2 separate regions of the Gossypium hirsutum genome follow, and region 1 is linked to region 2. The links are chromatin contacts, called in public Hi-C maps. All regions are on one chromosome and are shown on one strand. The core of a region is the stretch at or near the end of the contact, and the rest is flanking DNA. Distances in the headings are between cores, read along the strand shown. Region 1 holds the start of LOC107910011 (leucine-rich repeat receptor protein kinase EMS1-like). Region 2 holds the start of LOC121204460.

The links. A called contact is a pair of places that touch in the nucleus more often than the background predicts.
Region 1: a Hi-C map of leaf shows a contact between it and region 2, with 2.3 times the contacts expected there. The contact joins the promoter of LOC107910011 here to the promoter of LOC121204460 in region 2. A contact is called at or near these places in 10 of 34 Hi-C or Micro-C datasets (callus, hypocotyl, leaf and 2 more).

The regions. Positions count from the first base shown.
Region 1 is chrA08:64,748,711-64,755,310 of Gossypium_hirsutum_v2.1, reverse strand. LOC107910011 (leucine-rich repeat receptor protein kinase EMS1-like) reads left to right here and starts at 3,725. Exons shown (of 1, transcript XM_016837773.2): 1 at 3,725-6,600. The coding sequence starts at 4,219.
Region 2 is chrA08:64,525,557-64,531,213 of Gossypium_hirsutum_v2.1, reverse strand. LOC121204460 reads right to left here and starts at 4,110. Exons shown (of 3, transcript XM_041074266.1): 1 at 3,223-4,110; 2 at 1,995-2,239; 3 at 1,565-1,873. The coding sequence starts at 3,250. The coding sequence ends at 1,766. It overlaps LOC107919833 (protein phosphatase inhibitor 2), which reads right to left. Exons shown (of 5, transcript XM_016849324.2): 3 at 5,613-5,657; 4 at 5,268-5,441; 5 at 4,119-4,577. The coding sequence ends at 4,345.

The DNA of each region.
Region 1 (6,600 bases), core at 2,476-4,975, 220 kb before region 2:
TTAAGCTTACAATCGCTAAAATTTGTTCATCAAAATTTTCATGCACTTATAAAATCATACTATAACACATAAAATAATATTAAAATAATAAAAATAATTTCTCTTCCTCGGATTTTTGGTCTCGAAACTATTTTTTTGATTAGCCCCAAAATCGGGCTATTACAATGCATGAATAAATCGATGTGATATTGCCTCGAAAAGTGCCATTGAAGTTATGTTTAAGTAAGTGCTAACAAGGGTGCCAAGTGGCTTGGTAAATAGCCATTTTCTGGGTCACACAGGCAAAGACATAGCTATGTGTCTTATCCGTGTGGGGAACACAGTCTAGCACATGGGCGTGTGACTTGACCGTGTGACCCTATATCGTTGCTAACGTCATAAACAGAGAATTACATGGGATGAGGACACGGGCGTGTTCCAAGCCACATGAGCGTGTGTGACCACACAGCCTAACCCACACGGGTCTGTGACTCTTCAAAACTAGAAAATTTTCTAAGTGTTGTAAAAAGTTCGTAAGTTCTCGGTTTAGTCCCAAACCACCCCCGATGTATGTATTGGGCCTCGTAAGCCCATATAAGGGGCATTATGAATATGAATGAATGTTTTTAATTTGAACAAAATTTTTATGGCTCGATTTTACATAGTTGTGTACGTTTAAGTCTGGTAATGCCTCGTACCTTATCCCGGCCTCGAACTCGGGTAAGGGGTGTTACAAACAATCATGTCACGATATTGGATTCTTAATGTCACAATGATGAATCAACACTAAGTTGACGAGGAATCGACAGTAAGTTATGTCGCAATCTAGAACCTTCAAAGTTGCGACGTCAATCTGATAGTTTGCAAACTTTACATTTTGGTCCTAATTCAATCTTGAGTTTGCCTTCGTAAGCTCGTACAAGACTTGAATATTATTGAAAAACATATTGTGAATGTCTGATGTAGTTAGTAGCATGTGTAAAAGGTTAAATTGGATCATAGTTGCTTCAGAAACGAATGTGGCATTCTGTAACTCAAACCTAACAATTGGGTTACGTCTGGGGTGTCATATTTTTTATATGATGTACTATTGTTAGTTTTATAGTTATATACAAAATTGCTTTTCACATATTACCCTTTCATATATTACCAATCACCAAAATAAAATTACCCTTTTCATATATTGAAAGTTTTATGCATATATGCAAAATATTTGAGTAAAAAGAATGAAAAATGGTCTAATATATATACATAAATCTTTGACGACATATTGTTCGGGCCTATTGTTCTTTAATGGCGTCAATCGCATTCAGAGAAAGGTCTTTAAAATTATCTTGCAACCATCTCATCTTTATTCCGCCATCTTGAAACTTGTTCAGCACCTTCCTTAAAAATGCCTCGCCTTTATCAAGAACGACCATTGACCTTGTAATGACTAGCCCATCCACAAGTAAACTGAGTTGTAAAGCTACGTCCTCGAGTGTGATTATGCACGCACTGCACGAAAGATGGAATGTGTGTCTTGGGTCTCCATCTTTCCACCAACACGCTGATAATTGTAGGATCCAGTTTATAGATCCCGAGTATATAAGATGCATGTAAGAATCCTGCATTTTGCAAATAACCACAAATTTTAGTGGGTGCACTATTTGATAAATTGAGTATGAAATCTTCCAAAACATGATCATTTGCCTATTTATATCAATAAAATAAAATAATTTAAAAACTTTAAAATTAACTTAATTGAAAATAACTAAATTTAAAAATTTTCCTTACCATTATCGGTTGAGCGACGGAAATGTGCTTGTCGTCAAAATGAATAAGAGGACTTGTCATTCGTGAAAAATTATTCGAAATAAATTATCTGTGAAATAATAAAATAAAACTATAATATTTTTATACAAATTTATTGGAAAAATTCGAACAAATCTTGAGAAACTTGAGAGTTCAGAGAGAATGAAGAGAGTTAGATTTGAGTGAAAAGAATGAAAAATGGTCTGGTATTTATAGGAAATAAAAGTTATCATTGGGCTGTTTAAAAACTTTACCATTTCCGTGTTTAAATTTTTACCGTTGGGTAAATGACCATCGGAGGAAAGCGCGTCTAGATGAGTGCGTTTTCACACACTCTCTCCAAAATTGACCTATTTCTCTAATTCTTCAAAAAAATGACCTACATGGCCAATTAACAAAAAATAAAGGACATATTTAGACAACTTAGCTTTCTTTCTTTTTTAGTTTTTCATAATTCTAATTTTTTTATAATTTTAGATAAAAGATTTATAATTTTTTTTGTGATTTTTTTTATGTTTTTTAAACAATTTTAAGAAAAATTACTAGATTTCACCATATAGCACAACCTTATGTACCACATGGCGAAGTTAACGGTGTTTATATAGAAATTGACTTTTGAAGGGCTTAATTGATTGTCTATATAGAATAAGAATTCAATTGAGTGTTACTCTTAATTGAGAGTTCAATTGATTATTGAATAATGTTATAGATATTTTTTATATAATAAGCATAAAAAAATAAAATATGTACTATTATATTAATATTTATATGTTTTTATAATTAAATTTAAATAAAAATATTTTTAAAAAATATTTTCTCTCTTTCCTATAAACAAAAACTGTTTGTCGGGGTGGCCAGATTTTGCGAACCAGCCGATCCATGTATTGCTCTAAGTGGGACCGAAGGGACAACTCAGCCTACATCAGGTTCTCATGTCCTTACAAGCAACTCAAAACAGACACCGCCCCTATAAGATACACTCCTTTTTTCTATGTAAATTAAGAGAGCCCTTATGCCTTGTCCTTTTGCACATCCCAAACCATTTATTCCTGTAAAATATAAAATTAAGGCAATTACTAATATTTGTTTAAAAAAATATAAATAAAATTAAGGCAATTATTAGTTATAATTTCGACCAAAAATAATCTTCAGGTTTAAAACTAATTCATTATTGAAAAAAAATATTAAATTTTAAAATTTTAGAATCAAATATTATTTTATTAATACCTAATAGGTCCTATTCTCTAACATGAATTTAAGAGTGTGAAGGGGCAATAAGGTCAATTGGAATAATGCACCTGACCGAAATTAGCATCTGGACCGTCTCATCGGAAGGAAATGTAGGGGTCCATAATTTTAAGGGACCACTCCCTCTCACTCTCACATAATAATGCGTCCAAAATTTTCATCTGATAACTGACCTGCATCACAAAAATACAAAACCAGGATGGATCTGTAGAAATTTTTATTTGGGTGAAGTTGATTTTTTTTTTTAAGTCTTAAATAGCGATTTAACCATAATAATAATAATAATAATAATAATTTGTCTGCCAATGAAATTAAAGCCCTGGTTTCTGTAAGTTCTTGTTCCCAATGCCATGCTCCGCAATCTTCACCTCTTCAGTTTAGTCCAGTTCTTTTACTCTGTTGCTTCATTTTTGGGGGGTTGATAATTGAGATTCCATTATAAAGCAATCTGTTCTGACTACTGAAAATCTCAAGATGAAGGGCGACGACACACATTTCACGCTTACAAACAACCACATCGTTTACTACACCTTTTTCACTAAATTTCTATCTCTTCCATCTTTCAATAATTTCCCCAAATCTTTGAGTATCAGAGATTCGGCAGAAAATTGTACAGTGCACCTACAGCTGCACTGAAGAAGCAAATTTGGGTTGGGGCACTTTTATTTAAATAAAACGTATTTCTTCTAACAACCCAAGGAAATAAACAAAAGGATATCTCAGCTTTTAGGCCTTAAACCACAATCATCCATAGTGTGCTAATTTTATCAAAGCGAAAATTAAAGAAAAGAGACAAGAGCCGGATTCTCTGAAGTAGGGGCCCTTTATAGCTCGTTTGTTTAATATACAAATCAAAAGATTTTTGTTCCTATCGTATAATAATTCCAAACCAAAGATTCAGCCTCAGGGGTACTTGTAATATATGATCAATCAAAACTCATGTGGGATTTTTCTCTCAATAAAAAGATATATATATATTAAAGGAAACACGATTGAGATTTGAGGATTGCAGTTACAAAAGCTCCAGTCACGTGAGCTACGTTGGCTATGGTGTCTTCTTCTTTAAAGTTCACCCAAACCTTTCTTCAGAATTTACTCCCCTTGCCTATGGCCATTATCATCCTTCCATTTTTATCTTTTATCTCTTCTCTTCTTTCCCATCTTCCCCTGTAAATATTACTGTTTCTTCTTTTGGCTATGGAGTTTAAGCTTTTGTTTCACTTCCTCTGTTTCCTTCATTTGTTGTTATCGATATCAGGGGCAACGATAGAGCAAGCGGACGGAAACCCAGACAGGGAAGCTCTGGTTTCCTTCAAAAGAGGGCTTCAAAACCCTCATTTTCTATCATCATGGAACCAAAGAATTCATTTCTGCAAGTGGGATGGTGTCACTTGTCGGCTCGGCCGAGTCACCTCGCTTTCTCTTCCATCTCGGTCCTTGACAGGTTCTCTCTCTCCGTCCCTTTCGTCCCTCTCAAACCTCACCCTCCTAGACCTGTCCTCTAACTCCTTCTTTGGCCAAATTCCGACTGAGTTGGCCGAGTTGACTCTCCTCAAGACCCTCAAACTCGGGTCTAACTCTTTCACCGGAAACATCCCTTCCGAGCTGGGCAGCCTGAATGCACTTCGGACGCTAGAACTTTCCACCAATGCACTCACTGGCACAGTGCCGGCTAAGCTTGGACAGTTAACTCAGCTACAGTTCTTGGACCTGGCTAACAATTTCCTTTCAGGTTCTTTCCCTTCAACACTCTTTGAAAACCTTCAGTCTTTAACCTCTCTGGATATTTCCAACAATTCTTTCTCTGGTAATATCCCGCCTGAAATTGGTGAGCTAAAAAACCTGACCGCTCTTTACATTGGAATCAACCAATTTACAGGGAAAATACCACCTGAAATTGGTAAACTTTCACTCCTTGAGAACTTTTTTTCACCCTCTTGTTCCATAACAGGACCTTTGCCTAAACAACTATCCAATCTAAAATCACTCACCAAGCTCGACCTTTCTTATAACCCATTGAAATGTTCCATTCCAAAGTCTATAGGAAAGTTACAGAATTTGACTATATTGAACCTCGTCTACACCGAGCTCAATGGTTCAATACCAGCGGAGCTTGGGAACTGCCGGAATTTGATGATGTTGATGCTGTCTTTCAATTCGCTGTCCGGGTCCTTGCCTGAGGAGCTTTCAAGTTTGCCTATGCTGACGTTTTCTGCTGAAACGAACCAGCTTTCTGGGCCACTGCCACCTTGGCTTGGGAAATGGACCCAGGTGGAGTCTTTGCTACTTTCAAACAACCACTTTTCAGGTAACATCCCTCCTGAAATTGAGAATTGCTCAAGGCTTAAGCACCTTAGTTTGAGCAATAACAAGTTGTCGGGTTCGATACCAAGAGAGTTATGCAATGCAAAATCACTCTTTGAGGTTGATCTCGATGGTAATAACCTTTCGGTTACCATTGAGGATGTGTTTGTGAACTGTAGAAATCTTGCTCAGTTGGTTTTGCTCAATAATCACATTAATGGTTCAATCCCAGAGTATCTTTCAGAGCTTCCATTGATGGTTATTGACCTTGACTCCAACAATTTCACTGGTACCATTCCTGTGAGTTTATGGAGTTCAAATAGTTTGATGGAGTTTTCTGCTGGAAATAATATGCTAGAGGGGACTCTGCCAGTTGATATTGGAAATGCGGTTACATTGGAAACGCTTGTTCTTAGCGGTAATCGTTTGAAGGGAAATATACCAAAGGAGATCGGCAATCTCACAGCTCTTTCTGTGCTAAACTTGAACTCGAATTTCTTGGAAGGAAATATACCTGTTGAAATTGGATACTGCAAAGCATTGACAACGCTGGATCTTGGAAACAACAATTTCAGTGGATCAATTCCCATGGAACTTGCAGACCTTGATCAGCTGCAGTGCCTGGTTCTTTCTCACAATAATCTATCCGGTTCCATCCCTTGGAAACCATCTTCATATTTCCATCAGGCTAATCTGCCCGACTTGAGCTTTGTGCAGCATCATGGAGTATTCGATCTGTCACACAATAGGTTGACTGGTCCCATACCTGAAGAATTGGGAAACTGTGCAGTGGTGGTGGATCTTCTTCTCAACAACAACATGCTTACTGGCTGGATTCCAGGATCACTTTCTCGTTTGACAAATCTTACAACTTTGGATTTGTCTGGAAATTTGCTGACGGGTCCTATTCCTGTTGAATTCGGTGACTCTCTCAAGCTTCAGGGCTTGTATTTGGGGAATAACCAGCTTACAGGAACCATCTCTGAAAGCTTAGGCCGTGTGGGTAGTTTGGTAAAGTTAAATTTGACTGGCAATAGGTTATCTGGTGTAGTTCCTGCAAGTTTTGGGAACTTGAAAGAACTTACTCACTTGGATTTAAGCAATAATAAGCTTGCCGGTGAGCTACCTTCGTCATTGTCCCAGATGCTTAACCTGGTGGGGCTCTATGTTCAGAAGAATAGGCTTGCTGGTGAGATACATAACCTGTTCTCAAATTCCGTGTCTTGGAAGATTGAAGACTTGAATTTGAGTAATAACATTTTCTATGGAAGCTTG
Region 2 (5,657 bases), core at 2,861-5,360:
TTTTTCAATATAAGTGTTTTAATGACATCTCCCATCCTTATAATATGATAGGACAAGTGTTATAGCAAAAATTATGTACCGGTAGTGAAATTTAAAAATTACACAAGCAAAGTTACATGTGTGACACATTTATATTAAAAAAAATTGTGTGACACATTCACTTTAAGATAAAAATAATAATAAAGATATAAATATTTTTTTAAAAAAAATTAATACATGTGATACTATTTAAACCTTATTTATAAAATTAAAAATTTTGACTAATAATATATCAAATATTTACCCTTAAATATATTTATTTAACAAAAGCTTCATCTCAAAAACCTCACCAAACTTGTACTCTTGATTATGGCAATTCATATTGCAAATTTAGATGTCTATGATACTTGATACATTTTTTTGGGAATATGGTGGATTTGGATAATATTTTGATTGAGTTTTAAAATTATTATTTATTGAAAATTTAGAGCGATTACGAATAAATATCTTAGATATCTATTATTTGAATTCACATTGCTTATTTAGATACTAATTGCGAATTAAAATTTTAAATTCATTAATTACAAAATGTTTATAATTTTGATGATATATATAAAGAATTTTAGCGAATTCAAATTTGAATATTTAACTGATAATAGTATTTAATCTAGATTTTAATAATAATAATAATCGAATAATTTAAAAAAATTAATTTAAAATTTTAAGCTAATTTATAAATTTGAATTAAGATAATTCAGTGTCATTCATATGTACACCATTTCAAACAACAACCCATGAAAAAAATGTTACCTCATAACCCTCAGTTATTATCTTTGTTGATACATCAAATACTACTTTTGCGTGTTGGATTAAAAGCATGATTTGGCGCTTTAAAGTGTATATTTTTCTTTCTTTAGCATTTTTTTTAAAAAAAAATAGTATTTAAGGTTACATTTTGTCAATAGACTCAGTCAAACGACATTAACAGTGTTTAAAAAATAGTTAACATGTGAATTAATTATAATACACCTCGTGACACTTTCAACAAATTATAATATGACACATGGCTCCGTTTTTAATAAGTATATGTACATTCTAAAAAAAATTAAATTTTTTTTGAATAAAATTTTATAAAATTGTAAAATATTTTGATATAGTTTCTAAAAATTCTATAAAAAAAGGAAAAATTGAATTTTTTAAATAAAATTTTATAAAATTGTAAAATATGTCGATATAGTTTCTAAGAATTCAAAAAAGAAAAAATTAATTTTCAAAAAAACTGAAAACATATATAAAGATTTAAAAAACTTTAGTTGAACTTTAGAAAATTACGAGAAGATGTGAAATTTTAACATATATATATAATTCAGAAAATAGCAATAATTAAAAAAACCAAAAAATTATATAAAAAATTCAAAATTTTAAAAATTTAAAAATAATTAAATTAAGAAAATTAAAAGGGATATAAAAAAATCTAAATATATACATAATTTTAAAAAATGAAAAAAAAAATTATATAATTTCTGAAAAATTAATATTGGATCAGCTATCGGTCAAAACCGATCAACAGTGGTCAAAGTCAGATATATAAGTGTCTAAAATGTTTAATATTTTGTTTTATAAATTATTATTTTTAAAATTTGAGAATTTTTATAAGTTAATTTCAATACGTCATGTTTAGTATTTTAATTGGGACACATATCAGCTTGATTTTCTCAAACGTCATTGAACCAGAGCCGAAATCGTACTTTTAAGCTCCACATTGGATTCGTCTGTGTCTGGATAATCAGCAGCAAGTAGAGAATCCTCTGGGGTTGGTTGAAGGTATCAAGTGAACTTTGGAAGTAGTCGAGGATGAATGCAGAAAAGCCCAAATGAGCAAAGCAAATACCCCCTTTCCAAAACACACACAATATCATCAGCTTTCATTACAAAGCCCAAATAATTACACAATAATAGTTCCAAGGTTTACAATGGGCTAAAGCCTAACCACAAACAAACGAAGGCAACCCTACCAACAAGCGTAAAAGTTGTCGTCGCCGAAGAAGAAACTTGGGAAGGTCGAAAGTCGCCGGCAAGGCGGATGCATCTATCAACGACATGTGATGCCTCCCTGGGAGACCATGCCTCGGCAGCTCAAAAAAAAGAGCCCCATCAAATACCGTGGTGCTAAGGGAAGGATTCCGCTGCCCAAAAATCGGGTACAGCCACCTGTCGAAAGCACTAGTACAACGAGATCCAGGCTCCAACGAGCTCCATCCTGTAGAGATCCATGATCAATAGGGGGAGCCAGAATCTTTCGATTATGGGTCAATTTTTGAAAAATTAAAACCTCTAAAAAGTTTATATAAATTAATTAAATATAAGAGTATTACAAAACTATGTAAATGGTAATTAAATATAAAAATTTTTATAAAGCCAAATATTATTGGTATTAGAGTAATAGCGATTTATACAAGCTGAAAAATAAAATAAAATAATGCATATCATTTTTATAAGTTGAATTAAAAGAAAATCTTTTTTTGCAATTATCCAGATAAAATATAATTTCCTTCACAACATAAAAATTATAAATGTTTTTTGGTGTTATAAAAATACAATATGTAAAACACAGAATGCACGAAATTAGACCAACAACAATAATTTTTCAAACAAAAATGTTTATTTTTAATCAATATTCAAGAAATAAATGATTATACAACCAATCAATCTTAATTTCTTCAAGGATTTATATTAATGTTCTCTAAAAATATAAATCAATCAAGATATTAATAATCTCATACAAAATCAACATCCCAAAACCATTCCATCAATAAAAACTTAATCTTGTCTAAAAATCCTAATTTATCAAGTAAAGCCACAACTTTAATTTTTAGAGATTAATTAATAAAATTTGAAATTGAAAAGAATAATTGTTAATTAAGTCAACATACTTAAATGTATAGAAAGGTTGATAATCTATTTAGTAAAATTATGGAGAGAATGAGAGAACAAGAAAATTTTCAGAAAAAAATGATGAATGTTGAATGAAAAAAAGTTGTTTTCCAAATAATTTACTACTTATTTTTTTTTATAAAGTATTTTTTCTTAAAATTTTTGTCTGGTCAATTGACCCCACAACCGATCCCGCAATTTAACAAGTGGTTTTGACACTGATGATTAAAAATGATGCTAAAAGACAGAGAGCGGGGCAACCGGAGAGAAAACGAGGGCCAAGCCAAGAGCTGTGAGCAAGAGGAGAACCTCCACAATACGGCTGGGAGAAAAACATCTCAAATCACCAGCAGAATGACAACGATGGAGAGGGGAAAAGGCCAGGCTTTTATTCTGCCGGAGGAAAGGAAAAAGAAACAAACGACAAAAGGTGACAAGGCAGTCACTTTCTTTTAAGAGGTTTTTTTCTTCAGTAGTTAATTGTATGGAATTGAGTGTAGCTGCAGCAGACCAACTTATATACCTAAATATCGTTTCTTTCAAAAGAAAAAAATTATGCAATTGTCATCCCATCTAACCTCACGATAAGCTTATAGCTTCTCAATAATTTTGCCTACATCGCTCCCAAGGGTGTACATTGAACTATCATATATGCTTAAAGACCTCTTTCCTATTTAATGTGGGGTTAATAATAGTTACTTGCGCGTTTGACACGATATTCTCATGCACTATCTACCCTATCGTTAGTGTGCTTGAAGTACTGTGATACCACTTCCCATTATACGCAGCTCTTGGGACGCTGTGGAGCTAAACTCTAAGGTAGGTAGGTGGGTACTAGGCTTGGAAAGGATTTAGGATGCATGGTTGAATCTTTGTTAGGCTAGGCTTGCCATTTAAGCCTTACCGGTATACATGATGACAGTTTCTAGACTAGCTATATATTGTTGAAGTTTTGAGACCCTCATTGGTATATTGCTGCCTTTATTCAACAGTGCACAAGTTGAGAAACGATGTGTGCTCGGGATAAGCTTGCAGCTGCTACGATTTGAGACAATTTTGTTAGCCTAACATGAAAATCTTCTTTTACAAAGTTGAGGATGAATCTTAGTTCATACTCAAATCCGCTTGCGAAAGATGACAGTACAGCATCAAAATCTCCCACTTTAATTTGCAATGATGCATAAGTATGAGGGTAGACAGCAATGTCACAAATCCTTCGCCATCATGCTTATTTGTTAAGACCACAAGTTTAGATGCGCAAGATTTCAAACAAACATGCCAAATTAGACATTTTTGTACAAGCGAACTCAAATATGGTAAAAAGAAAATCCCTAAATTTTTTTCGGTGCATCAAAATAAACATCAAACAACCATAAAAGAATGTCAAAAGAGCGAGCTTTTGCGTCTTTGACTGGTCAGATGACTTCACAATCACAATCCATTACCTGGATGCCCAGGACTTGCAGAAGACTTTTGGGGCAAACTTGCAGGACCTTCCACAATTCCTATGTCTTTGACACCAGAGCTTAATGATGATGATGAATCACCCTCCACTTCATCATCTTCATCCTCAATGAAAGAACCCTTACGTCGCAGTTCCTTTATTTTCAAAAACTCATCATAGTGTGCTTTCCTTTGCTCCTTAAAACTCTTACCATTCTGATCTGTTTGGAAATTTGAACCAAAAAAATGTGGAACAGACTAAAAACATCAACCACGGATTAAGCATAAGAAATACATTGTACACAATTGATGAACTAAAAGAGATAAAATAGATTGGGATGGGGAAGGAGCAGGGCAAGGGCAAGGGGGAATGAGTGGTCTTGAACCTTCATCACTGTTTGCAATTGGATAATGTGTGATTTTTTCATCATGTCATTTATTTCTGTTTTGTTTCTCAATAACTTAAAAAGCATCAGAGAAAACTAAGAGATTCATAAAGATCATATGAACCTAGATAAAAGGGTACAAAAAAAACGGTGCAAAATTCCAAGCTAAGTTAAAGAAGAAGTTTAGAAGCTATAGTGCTTTTAATGATAATATTCAACATCATGACTTTTTCTACCAGACAGCAGCAGGTAAATCCTGACCACTTCAACGCTCATCCTCACATCCTTCCAAAAGAAAATGTCCGATGATAAATTCCACTAGGAGAAACAAGAAAGGCTCTAACCATCAAAAGCCTGTTTTCTAGAGCAAACCTTATACCATTCACACAAACAAGGATTATTGCTCCCTTGTAATCTCATGAAAGATAAAGCAGTCATTAGATATGCTAACCAACTTAAAAGGAAAGTAAAACATTTTCCAATATGCCATCAGAAACGACAACTAAAAAGCAATGGTCAACAAACCTTCTTCATCATGATCCATAGGATCAGCCTCATCATCAGAAGAAGTCCAACCACCAGACTGCCCAGTTGTTTTTCTACTTGAGGAAGCCACATCTTTCAAAGCAGAGCATAATTCCTCAGCATCCACATCAATGACACAATCGTTGAAACTACGTCCTCTGGGAGACAAAGACCCTAACCAAGATACGAACTATAAGGTGAGAAATGTAATCCAATGTTCAGATTAATGCTCTAACCAAGGTACAAATAAAGTGAAAATAAAATTACACAAGCACCATTTCCTAAATTTCTCACACAAAAATATAGGCTAATACAAGAGGTAAATCACTATGCAAGTGAAAATACCATCATCATCAATCATGGGGTGGTACGGCGTCTTGGGTTCAGTTA